Regions from separate parts of the Danio rerio genome. Here regions 1 and 3 are each linked to region 2. Evidence: chromatin contacts called from public Hi-C and HiCAR-type data. All regions are on one chromosome and are shown on one strand. Each heading gives the region's core, a stretch centred on a gene start, on an enhancer-like site or on the middle of the called end of the contact. The rest is flanking DNA. Distances are from core to core; before and after follow the strand shown.

Evidence for each region. Hi-C and Micro-C count contacts between places; a contact is called where the count stands out from the background. HiCAR-type assays count read pairs that join an accessible place to other places.
Region 1: a Hi-C map of embryo shows a contact between it and region 2, with 2.2 times the contacts expected there. The contact joins the promoter of psma4 here to the promoter of ap3b2 in region 2. A contact is called at or near these places in 3 of 18 Hi-C or Micro-C datasets (caudal fin, embryo and an unstated tissue).
Region 3: a contact with region 2 is called in a HiCAR-type map of caudal fin, with 5 times the contacts expected there. The contact joins the promoter of ppib here to the promoter of ap3b2 in region 2. A contact is called at or near these places in 3 of 18 Hi-C or Micro-C datasets (caudal fin, hematopoietic stem cells and an unstated tissue) and 1 of 4 datasets of contacts at active chromatin or transcription factors (caudal fin).

The regions. Positions count from the first base shown.
Region 1 is chr25:6,944,635-6,949,100 of GRCz12tu, reverse strand. It overlaps psma4 (proteasome 20S subunit alpha 4), which reads left to right and starts at 2,928. Exons shown (of 9, transcript NM_214697.1): 1 at 2,928-2,991; 2 at 3,559-3,583; 3 at 3,669-3,711; 4 at 3,801-3,963. The coding sequence starts at 3,581.
Region 2 is chr25:6,776,626-6,780,548 of GRCz12tu, reverse strand. ap3b2 (adaptor related protein complex 3 subunit beta 2) reads left to right here and starts at 1,453. Exons shown (of 28, transcript XR_012400188.1): 1 at 1,453-1,599.
Region 3 is chr25:6,592,070-6,596,263 of GRCz12tu, reverse strand. ppib (peptidylprolyl isomerase B (cyclophilin B)) reads right to left here and starts at 2,282. Exons shown (of 5, transcript NM_213019.1): 1 at 1,987-2,282; 2 at 1,453-1,566; 3 at 1,274-1,367. The coding sequence starts at 2,121. It overlaps depdc7b (DEP domain containing 7, paralog b), which reads right to left. Exons shown (of 9, transcript XM_684969.8): 7 at 4,093-4,194; 8 at 3,914-3,986; 9 at 2,875-3,327. The coding sequence ends at 3,104.

The DNA of each region.
Region 1 (4,466 bases), core at 1,679-4,178, 170 kb before region 2:
CATCAGGAACTTAAAGAAAAGAGGTTCAATTCTTGTTAAGAAGGCTTAAGGGCGTCCAAGAGCGTCCAGCAAGCGCCAGGATCGTCTCCTAAAGAGGATTCAGCTGTGGGATCGGAGTGCCAGCAGTGCAGAACTTGCTCAGAAATGGCAGCAGGCAGGTGTGAGCGCATCGGCAAGCACAGTGAGGTGAAGACTTGGAAGATGACCTGGTGTCTAGAAGGGCAGCAAAGAAGCCAGCATCAGAAAAAAAAGCATCAGGGACAGATTGATCTTCTGCAAAAAGTTTGGCGAATGGACTGCTGAGGACTAGGGCAAGTCATATTCTCCGTTGAAGCCCCTTTACGATTGTTTGGGGCATCTGGAAAAACGCTTGTCCGGAATAGAAAAGGTAAGCGCTACCATCAGTCCTGTGTCATGCCAACAGTAAAGCATCCTGAGACCATTCATGTGTGTGGTTACTTTTCTTCCAAGGGAGTGGGCTCACTCAGAATTTTGCCCAAAAACAGCCATGAATAAAGAATTGTACCAAAACACCCTCCAATAGCAACTTCTTCCAACAATCCAACAACAGTTTGGTGAAGAACAATGCATTTTCCAGCATGATGGAGCACCGTGCCATAAGGCTAAAGTGATATCTAAGGGGCTCGGGGACCAAAACGTTGAAATTTTAGGTTCACGTCCTGGAAACTCCCCAGATCACAATATCATTGAGATCTTGTTGTCAATCCTCAAGAGGCGGGTGGACAAACAAAAATCCACTAATTTTAACAAACTCCAAGAAGTGATTATGAAAGAATGGGCTGCCATCAGTCAGGATTTGGCCCAGAATTTGATTGAGAGCATGCCCAGTTGAATTGCAGAGGTCCTGAGAAAAAAGGGCCAACACTACAAATACTGCATAAATGTCATGTAATTGTCGATAAAAGCCTTTGAAACGCAAGAAGTGCTTGTAATTATATTTCATTACATCACAGAAACAACTGAAACAAAGATCTAAAAGCAGTTTAGCAGCAAACATGAAAACTAATATTTGTATCATTTTCAAAACTTTGGCCACAACTGTATGCGGGTTGAATTATAAATATTAAGCATTTAATTCTGAAATTATTTTAAATGTATTGTCAATCTTGGTTAGTGTAAAATAGTTTAAAAATGTTGTGATAAAATACATGACAATGCACCTTCCCTTACACTAGGGGCGCTGTGAAGCTGAGGAAGTTGTTTCTGCATGATGTAGAACATTTTCAAGCTAGCTCACCCACTCTTACACATTAAAAGCGCATGAAAGCAGGCAGTTGTGAGAGATTTTTCTCATTAGTCTCTTTTGGTCTGGTAAACTTAAACAATAAAAGCTGGTAAAGGCTCAATTTTAAAACAGGTTTCATATTTCACCAATAGATTTGTATACTTAGGATGTCTACAAGTAGATATTCATATATCAATTCAATTCATCATAATTTCTGTAGCACTTTTACAATGTAGATTGTCAAAGCAGCTTAACATAGAAGTTCTGGTAAATTGAAACTGTGTCGGTCCAGTTGAAGATCAGTTTAGTTCAGTTCATTTATTTATTTTTTGACATAATCCCTTTATTAATCTGAGGTTGCCACAGCGGAATGAATCATCAACTGATCCAGCACATGTTTACGCAGCGGATGCCCTTCCAGCTGCAACCCATCACTGGGAAACACACATACACTATGGACAATTATAGCTTACCTAATTCACCTAATTAGATTACCTGATTCATGTATTTGGACTGTGGGGAAACTAGAGCACCTGGAGGAAACCCACGCGAACGCTAAGGGAACGTGCAAACTCCACACAGAAATGCCAAGTTCGGATCAGTGACCTTCTTGCTGTGAGGCGACAGCACTACCTGCTGTCACTGTGTCACCTAGTTCAGTGTGGTTTCATTTTCACTGCTGAAAGTCCAAACACTGAAGAGCAAATCCAACGATGCGCAGCTCCACAAGTCCTAAACCAAGCAAGCCAGTGGCGAGGAGCAAACTTCACCAATCAACGAAAGTGAAGGAAAAAAAAATCGAGAAAAATCAGGCTCAGTTGGGCAAAACCATTTCTTTCAGGAATCAGTCTCATGCTCTCTATTCCTCAATGGCCACCACAGCATCAGCTCAGGATACGGCCTGGTCCAGGATTATGGATACCTTGGCATCATCTCTTTACAGTTCTTGGATCATATCAATGGTGCTGCACAATCTCTAGAGCCCTCTGGATGAGGATCCCCAGGTGGAAAAAGAGAATAACACATCACAGAAATTAACTTCCTCTTATCAGAGCGTGATTTTCGAAAACGTACATCATGGGTCTTACACCTGATTCCTGGAGGGCCGCCGCTCTGTACAGTTTTGTTCCAACTCTAATTAAACTAATCAAGGTGTTTAAGGCTACTACACTATTAAGCAGGTGTGAGATGGAGATGGTGGAAGCTAAACTATGCAGAGCTGCAGCCCTCCAGGAATTGAGTTTGAGACCATTGAAGTACACAATTTTTAACCTTCATTTTCAAACATTTTTACACTTATTAGAATATTGCCGTTTCAATAAAAACGCTATAACGTTTAACAACAAATTGATATAAATAAAAGGCATTTTTAGGTAGTTTTAGAAGTCGTAGTCCCATGAAATTAAAATATTTCAATATCAAACATTGAATTACAAAAAAACACTTCATGGGACCTTTAATGTTAAAATATGTTTTGAAAAAATAAAATTAATGTTGCAACTGATATTCTATGTAGAAAACCAAATAAAAGAAATTTGAAATATAAATTAAATAAATGATAGTCAAGCCAATCTGCTAGCGCATCCGCTTACCCTCAAAAAACTGAGCCAATCAGATGGCTGAACGTAAGACACGTGACTCATCCTGGAAGTGAACCCAGAGTGGACGCGCTTCTCGCCGCAGTGAATTTCTTCAGCGGAGTCGGAGCCGCAACAGTGAACAGGCATTGCTATCCCAGGCTTTAGGTATGAAAATTGTAATATTCTACAATTTTTTACATTCTTCACATCATGTTTATGATAATCCCAAACATTTGATGCGTGTAAGAGACGCTGAGCCGGCGTAAGGTGAATTAAACGAAGGCTAATTTTAAATGATATGAAAAGTTGCTGCTTCATGCTGTTATGCAGCTGCTAATGCTAAAGCTAAACACATTCATACAGGAGAAACTGATAGAAGCGCTACAGTTCACCTTTATATTCCAGCACATTTAATATTAAAGTAGTTTTTATTGGTAATTTAATGTATTCGTTATGCTTCATTTGTGTTTGTGTGGAATTTTGCTATTTTCAGCTACTTTCTGTTTCATTTTGTTGCTCAATGAGTGTTTAAGCGCCTTAGATAGTGACAGCAGCACAACAAATATTTTTAACTGAAATAAACTGATATATTTATTAATTATAATGTGTTTTAACTATTAATGTTGAGCATATTTTTCTTGTTTTGCACTATGTTTTATGTATTCATATATGTATTGACAGCAACACAAATACATTACTGATTAATTAATTAATTTTGTAATCTGTTTGCAGGATTTATTTTATTTAGGGCACTATGGTAAGTAACAATTTATTTCTTAATTTTTAATGCGTTTTATTGATTAACAACATTCATAATCATAATTTTTGCTTTATTTTTACAGTCTCGGAGATATGATTCAAGAACGACCATCTTTTCCCCAGAGGGTGAGGGTCTTTATAGGCTGTTTGGTTAAATTATTGTGCGTTTTATTGTTCTGAATGTTGATTATTATTGTTTTAATTATGTTTTGCAGGGCGTCTGTATCAGGTAGAATATGCCATGGAGGCCATCGGGCACGCTGGCACCTGTCTGGGCATCTTGGCCAATGACGGTGTGCTGCTGGCTGCGGAGCGAAGGAACATCCACAAACTGCTGGACGAGGTTTTCTTCTCCGAGAAGATTTACAAACTCAACGAGTGAGTCTTGGGTTTTTTTTTTTTTTTCATATGAGATTTTGAGCATTTGTTTGACTTGAGTATCTTTTACATTGTTAAATGAACACAAATAACCTCCTAGCATTTGAATTTCTCAGTAATAGTTTTGTAAATGAAGATAAATTAATAAAATGTATTATTATTTCTTGTATTGGCGGAATAGCTTTGAAATTAAAGGTGTAGATTTATTTGTTTATTTATTTATTTATTTGTAGACTGATCTATTTATTATTATTATTATTATTTAATCCAAAGCCACTTGATTACAAATGTGGAAGGCACTGTGCAAATGATCATAAAGAGGCAATACACATAAGAAGTGCTACTAATACAAAGATTCTGACATGGTTAGGAAAATAAAAGCTTGGTTTTTTTGTGTGTTTGGGTATTTTTTTGTAAATCTTTTTGGCCTAGTTTTAGGATATAAGCTTGAAATTTATTTCAGTTTGTTTTTAAGTTATTTTAATATGTTTTTGATTAGTTTT
Region 2 (3,923 bases), core at 204-2,703:
CAAATCTTCTCTAATGGTTGTTTTTATCTTTTCCTAACATTTTGTTAGCACAGAACGGACATTTTTAATGGCTAGCTGGACGTTATTGTCGTTATTGTCTGTTTCACCTCGTTATACAGTACTTACCTGGTTTGTGATTTACACTGTTTACCTAGTAAAATTGTTTATGTGAAAAAAGTACGTTAACCTCAATCAGGATTTAAAAGACGTTAAACTTTGACCTTTTTTTTTGTTTGTTTACATCTAACGTTACAGCTGCCATCTACAACCTTTTTACTACTCCATTTCTACTCACTTATTTCTACTTACCAAATACTAAGTTCAGGTAACCGTTCATCGGTTCTTGTTGTCTTTCAAAAAAAAAAATTGACAATGTTTTCACCATATCTTGCAGGTAGAAATCAGTGTAAAAGTGTTCACTCACGCATGCGCGCTCCCCTGACCCTGTCCACTTCAGCACTGCGTAAACGGGTCACGTGATTACGTCCCCGCTCTAGATCAGATACGGCCGGAAGTTAACGAGAATTATTTATATTATTTTAATTTCCCATTGATTGTATTTTATTAACGTCTACCCCAACCCTAAATCCAACCGTCAGAGTAATGTAAAAACAGTAGTTATACCGAGTATTATTTATGTTATCTATTAAACTACCCAGTAAACTGTATTTTCAACGTCTACTCCTAAACCCAACCGTCACAGTACTTTAAAAATATTAATTATTGTTATACAGTGTTATAAAAATGATGCTATATTGATGCGCGTGTCCGCAGCTGTATCCTATCCACCCTCTCCGCAGCTGTATCCCGTCTAGACTCTCCGCTCCACCTTTTTAAAAGCAAATTAACATAACGTCCTTGTAAGGTTTTTCTTAGCAAAAAAGTACATTCAGTGCGTTGTTTTTGGTTGTAATATGTTAAAATCAACGCATATAGCTAAATGTTCTCTAATGTTTTTATTTTATTTTATTTGTTTTGCTAACATTTTGCTAGCGTTCCCAGAACGTTCCTGGAATGATGGTTAGCTCAGCTGGAAGTTGTTATTGTCATTATTTCACCTTGTTATACCCTTGTTTTTAATCACACTTTTTACCTAGTAAAATTATGTTTATGGAAGATTATGGCTTTTTACCAAGATTTAAAATATGCTAATCTTGGTTACGTCCAGTGTGTAAACTGTATTCTTTTACATTTGAGGAAGATATCTTTTATATTTGAAGCTGTCATCTACACCTTTTTTATTGTTCCACCTCCATTCAACATCTCTGATATTTCACACAGTAACCCAACTAACGTTTACAACAACGTTCTGGTAACATTCTTCATTGGTTTTTGTTTTTATAGCCAATAAACTTAACCTTCATTTTTTTCACCGTATGCAGGTAGCAATCAGTGCTCGCTCACGCATGCGCGCGCCCAGGCCCTGTCCGCTTCAGCAGGGTCACGTGACTCAGTCTCCGCTCTCCGCCGCTCCGCATCATCAGCAGCAGAGATGTCCGCGAGCTCCGCGTTCAGCGATGAAAAGGGAGGCTCTTCCAGCGAGCCCGAGTACGGCCACGACCCGGCAAGCGGGGGCATCTTCTCCTCCGACTATAAAAGGTGAGACACGCCGAGTCCGCCCGGTGATCGCTCGCCTCCGGGAACGGCCCACCGGAGCATTTACCGTCAGAAAATCTCAGACGGGGTGATGTGCGCATGCGCGGATGAACGAATGAATGCTATGGAAAAACAAAGAGATGATGATGAACACGATGAAAGTGTGTGATGATTTCGTGTGATTGGAGTGTGTGTGGGTGTGTGTTATGCGTGTGTTCGTGCTTCAGCACCGGTTGGTGGACAGCGCTCAGGTCCTATGATGACTTCTGTGCTGTTTTACACCTGTTTTAGTCGTTTATTTGCTGAAATGGTTGGTCTTCACAGTTAATAGTGATTTGCAGTGATTTATCTTGGTTTTATATTTACAAATATAGCCCTGTAATCTTTATCTCTCGCTATGCAGTCTTTAGAGTTGCTAGCATCATGCTTACTAGCACAGCTACCTCTCTTCGCTAACCCCGGGTCAACCTTTTTTTAACCAAATATGAACGTTCTTATAACATTCTCCATTGGCTCTTGTTTTATTTAATCTAAAAGTACCAAATACGTTGCCTTTTGGTTGTTATATCTTAAAATAAACCTACGTGAAGTGTTCTCCAATGGTTGTTTTTTTTTGTTTTGGTTTTTAACATTTGTTAGCATTCCCAGAACATTCCAGTAATGATAAATTGTTAGCTGGCAGTTGTTTTTGTTTTTATTTTGCATATTGTTTCTTCTACATTCAACATATCTACTGGATTTTTAACATGCTAACCCTGGGTTAAGGTTTTTGGAACTACATAATAACGTTGTGTTATTGTTCTTTATAGTTTTTTTCATAGCTAAAATGTAACCTTTAAAGTGAAGCAGATATTTAGGCTTAATGTTTATACCTGTAAATTAACTTTCCCAAAATGTTCAAGGAATCAAAATCTTTTTGTTTGTATTTATGTTTCACATTGTTGTACTTAATCCTTTTTTTTAATTCACACTGTTTACCTTCGGGAAGCATTTGGAAGCACAAATTCACAGTGTGAAATGCTGTTTAACAGGGATAAAAGTAACCTTAACCCGGGATTAAAAAAAAACATGAAGTGTGAACTATTCTACTTCTACTTTTACGTACATCTGAGGCTGGGTTTACATAGATGTAGACATCAACAGTACATCAACTTCTTCCTCCACTTTCATTTCGTGTCTGTCTCTTGTAAGGAACTGAAGATTACATCTAAGAAATTGCTATCAGTATTGCCGGATGCTCATTCTTTGAGTGTGGCTTTATTTGTAGCGCTTTAGATCAGTGTGATCTGTAGAGAAAAGCTTTGTTAGCTCTTTTCCTATAGCTGATGGTTTCAGACTTTATTTGTTGAAATTGTGATCCTAAAATAATTTATGTAATTGTGTTTATAATTTTAAATACGTGATTTTGAAAGCTTGGATTTAGTGTTGTTTACTACCTAAAATTAACTTAATGTAAAATAATTAACAATGCATATTACATATGTTAGAGAGCCAGTTAGCGAAGTGCTATGCAGGTGAACCTCACTCCTCTGATCAACGGCGTAGGTTTGCATTTGACATTGGTGGGGACGGTTAAATCAAACAACCCCCAGCCCCCACTCCCCACGAATGAATATCATTTTATATATATACAGTCTGAGGGTGAAGCAGTGGCGCAGTAGGGTAGTGCTGTCGCATCACATCAAGAAGGTCGCTGGGTCGCCGGTAAGTTGGCGTTTCTGTGTGGAGTTTGCATGTTCTCTCTGCGTTTGAGTGGGTTTCGTCCGGGTGCTCCGGTTTTCCCCACAGTCCAAAGACATGCAGGGTGTTTCCCAGAGATGGGTTGCGGGTGGAAGGGCATCCGCTGCGTAAAAACTTGCTGGATAAGTTGGTGGTTCATTCCGCTGTGGCGACCCCGGATTAATAAAGGGACTAAGCCGACAAGAAAATGAATGAATGAATATATACAGTGCTGCTATTAAATATTTAACTGCTATTAAAGTACATTAATAGTTAATCCTCTCTTCATACAATTTATTAAGTTAAATTAAATAATCCGGCCCGTAGACAAGGGGGTGTGGGTGGTTCTAAAGACAAAAGTTGTGTTATTATTATTATTATTATTATTATTATTATTATTATGTTTGATTTTTTCTTATCATTCAAATGGCGAAATTCTGACTGAGTAAAGTTGAATGTGCTGATTAGTTTGGTATTTGCATATGGGCTTCAGTTTTAAATTTTAAACAAGTTTTAAGATGAATCTTAAAAAACTGTAATGGTAGATTATAATAAATTTGTATTTTTAAATTAAGTGTCTTTTCATATTTCTTTATTACAAATTTATA
Region 3 (4,194 bases), core at 1,033-3,532, 190 kb after region 2:
TGTTTGAAATGTTACTAATAATTTTTTTACAAGTTAAATGTTTAATTGAACTTCCATATGGACTAGTTATAACATTAGAATAAAAAAAGGCAGAACTGACTAGTAAAATAAGAATTGTTACAAGTAATAATAATAAAAGATACTAGTGTCTAACAAATAAATATTAGTACTAATGAAAAATTACTAGTATCTACTTAATAACTACTAGTATCTAAAAAAAATGGTACCAGTAACTATTTAATAAGTACTAATATATAATGATTAAGTACTAGTACCTATTATATAGACACTAGTATCTAATGATTAAGTACTAGTACCTATTATATAGACACTAGTATCTAATGATTAATTACTAGTACTTTTAATTACATACTAGTACCATTTCATTGACGTCCCAATATATGTACTAGTCCCAGCTGGAATACATACTAGTGAACACTGAGTAGTTGATATCTCATTGACTTATCCCATAGAAATCAATGGACACATTTTTACATTTGTTACTAGTAACAACATAATTACTAGCCACTATTAAAATAAGTACTAGTATTTAAAAAAATAGGAACTAGAAATGATTGAATAAATACTAGTACCTATTTAATAGGTACTAATATTTAATGAATAAGAACAAATGTCTATTGTGTAAGCGCTAGTATATTAAAAAAAAAAACTCAAAATGATCTAATGAATAAGTACTAGTACTTAATGAAAAAGATACTAGTATCTAAAAAAAAAAGTTCTAGTAACAGGAAAATAGATACTAGTAGTATGGGGGGTTATAGATTACATGTCAAAACGGCATGCCATACTATTTGTCCACTCGGTTGATTTATTTGAGGGAAGGGTCTATATATGGGTTAATGAATGGGATTTTGTGATTTTTTTAATTTATTATAATGTGAAAGGAGACAACGGAAAAATAATAGAGTGCAGCAGCTTTGGTTTCTGCTCTGATAGCAATAAAACTGCACCAAACTCAAATTTTATGTTAGCATCAGGGCTAAACTTTAATTTAAGATGGCAGTTCAAGACTACTTTTGGGGTTGTTTGAACAGTCAATTACATGAGCATTTACATTATGCTAGCGATCAAATGTGCTTTAAAGCTCAAAAAGTGTTTACACATGAATGTAGCATTATTCACTTCTGATGGTTAACAATAACAAAAAAAGACCTCAATAACGCATGCAGATTTGATAAGCATACCGAGTTAACTCTTAACACAAAAAATGTGATTTTAATATTGAAGATAAGGGTGTTTAGTAGTTCAATACCTCCAGTTCCATCTCCTCTAGTGAAATCTCCTCCCTGGATCATGAAATCTTTAATCACCCGATGAAACTTGCTGCCCTTGTAACCAAATCCTTTCTGGAAATCAGAATTGAATCCATTTAGCCTCATTTTACTATGAATCATAAACATTAGCCTCCAGTGGAAGGAAAAAAAACCTCACCTCTCCTGTGGCCAGCTGAAGGAAATTTTCTGTGGTTTTAGGCACGGTCTTTCCAAAAAGTCCAATGACAATCCGTCCGGCATCCTCATCTCCAATCTTGATGTCGAAGTACACCTGGAAAAACCCCAAAATCAAATCCAGAGTCACGCCAGAACATCTGCAGCTGCATTATGGTGAATTCACCTCACGACACAAGGAGGCCAAAAAAACACAATTACATCGCTAGACTTTAGAAATTACAATTGATAAACATTGAATAACTCATTTTAAATTAAATTACCAAACATTAGTGGTGCTATTAGCCTTATAATCACTTATACACTATATTTTACACACACAAAAAAAACATCTTTAGTATAGGAAAGTAAGAATAAAATCATTCAGATGTGTAGCAAGCAAATATAAACACGCTACATGTGGAATCTTGGTGTGAACGCAACATTTAACGCTACATTTGGATTGCAATTCGAATCGTATGAGGATCATTTGCAGGCATTAGGCCGGTGCAGCGCTGCAGTGAATGCCTCTGTATACCTTAGCCGTGACTTTGGGTCCTTTTTTCTTCTCATCCGCCTCCGTTTCACTCGGGAAAAGGAGGAAAACCACCGAGCCAACGATCAATGTGACTGCCACCAAAAACTTCATCCTCCTCTCGCAGATCCGCACCATGAAAACCCGAAAAAAAGTGTGTGTGTGGCGATGACTGTGTGTTAAGGTTTCTGGGGCATCCGGGGAGGAGATTCGAGCTGCGGCCACACTTCTGTCTCAAACCCGAGCTTGCTATGACCTGATCCAGGAACGGTGGAGCTTATTGGGATCACGTAGGCAGTGTGTTTCACAAACTGGTCTGAGAACAGGAGCTGGCAGCGCATTTTGTTCTGTATGACGTGTCGTGATTTTAAGAACGCTGATTGGATAAGCGTTTGTCTGTTAAGGGTTTAGGAGCCAATCAGATTTTGAAACGCGTAACGAATGGACGGAGCCACAGCGGCTCCGGGAGACGCATCAGCGTTGAGGATTGTTGTTTGAAGGGATACAGCTGCGGCCGGAAGTTAACGAGAAACTTCCCAATGGTTTTGGATGAAAACATATATTTTATTTACATCTACCCCGAAACCAACCGTCATGATAATGTAAAAACAGTAATTATACCGAGTGTTATTCATATTACTTATCAAAATATACAATAAATTGAATTTTAATAACGTCCACCTCAACCCCAATCCTAACAGTAATGTAAGAATATTCACTATCGTGGTGTCACAATAATTCTAATATTTACGTGAGTATTCACAGCTGTATCCCATCTAGACTTAGACGCAGCATGCGCGGAAACACAAAAGGTAATTACATGAATTTAGCAAATATTGAATTACAAAGACAAAAAGCAAGTAACTAATACAACCACTTCTTTATAAAACAAATAAACCGTCGAATGATGTGTAAACACAATGTTTTAATCAATAAAGATCAACAGTAAGGCTTTAGTCGTACAAAAATAAGTTCCTTACGTTTGAGAAGGATTTTGGTTGTGTGATACAGTTAATACAATGCAAATACAATATTCGAGACTTAAATATGTTTGTTTATTTTAATTTATTTCCACACACAGACACACACACACACAAAGCATTTAAATGACAAAGTTAATTTAAGCTTCTAGAAGGTTTAAAGTGCTCAGTCTAGACCCAAAGTACTGCATGAAGATGTCAGGGTGTCCTTTATAAAACTGGCCCAGGAGTCGTTTCTTCTCTTTCAGGGAATACTTGGTGTTTTCATCAATGTTTTTCAGGAGGAGGTACAGCTCATTCTTAGTTGAGTCCTTTATGGTCTCCGTGTACACATCTCTCGGCACTTGCTGACAAAATGGGATTTCTAGTGTATTCAGAGAAAGAAAATAGTTAAAATCTTTAGGTTAAATAATAATAATGTAAACAAGACTCTTAACTTTTAAACGTTGCTTTGAAATTAATACAAATTGTTTAAAATTATGTTAAAGCGGAGAAAGTAAAACGAACCACTAAAATCACATTATTAAAATGTAAATAACTCAAAGCAAAAAAAAAAAAACGGTAACAAATTGAGAAAACCATCAAGACAACCGACTGCTTCCTGTTTAGAGTCGACTATGCTGTTTGAAATCTAACATATATTCAGCATCCTGGTTAAACCCTTGCATGTTGTTTACATTGTTCATATTTTTTTACAATTCATGCACAATTTACGTTAAATGATCCACTGATTCTATACAAGCAGCAGCCGGTTTGTCGATTTTGCAGTCCCCAACACATGTTCTTTATGTCGACACTATTTGCAGCACATTTCTATTTTTGCTTGTGTTGTGTGAATTTGCGTGCATGTGTTGTAAAATTAAAGATGGTTAGATTAATTAACTTACAGGGCATTTGCGTTTTCTTAGCCACCTTTACATATAAACAAAGTACTCAATTATATATCCTACCAGTAGCAGAATCTCTCCGTTTTACAATGTCATCCAGTTTCTCACTGACCAGCTTGTGAAGAGACCCTGGAATCTAATAAAAGATTAAACGAAATTAACGAATTAAAGCAGAGACTACTGATCCTCCCTGCGTTATTTCATGACTGACCATCAGTGTCGTCATTCATAAATCAGCAAACCTTGAAGATCTCCTGATGGTTGTCGAGCATGAAGAGCACCAGCAGGTCAACATTTCCTTTCGTCCAACTCTTGCTCTGGATCACGGCTCTGGTGAACGATTT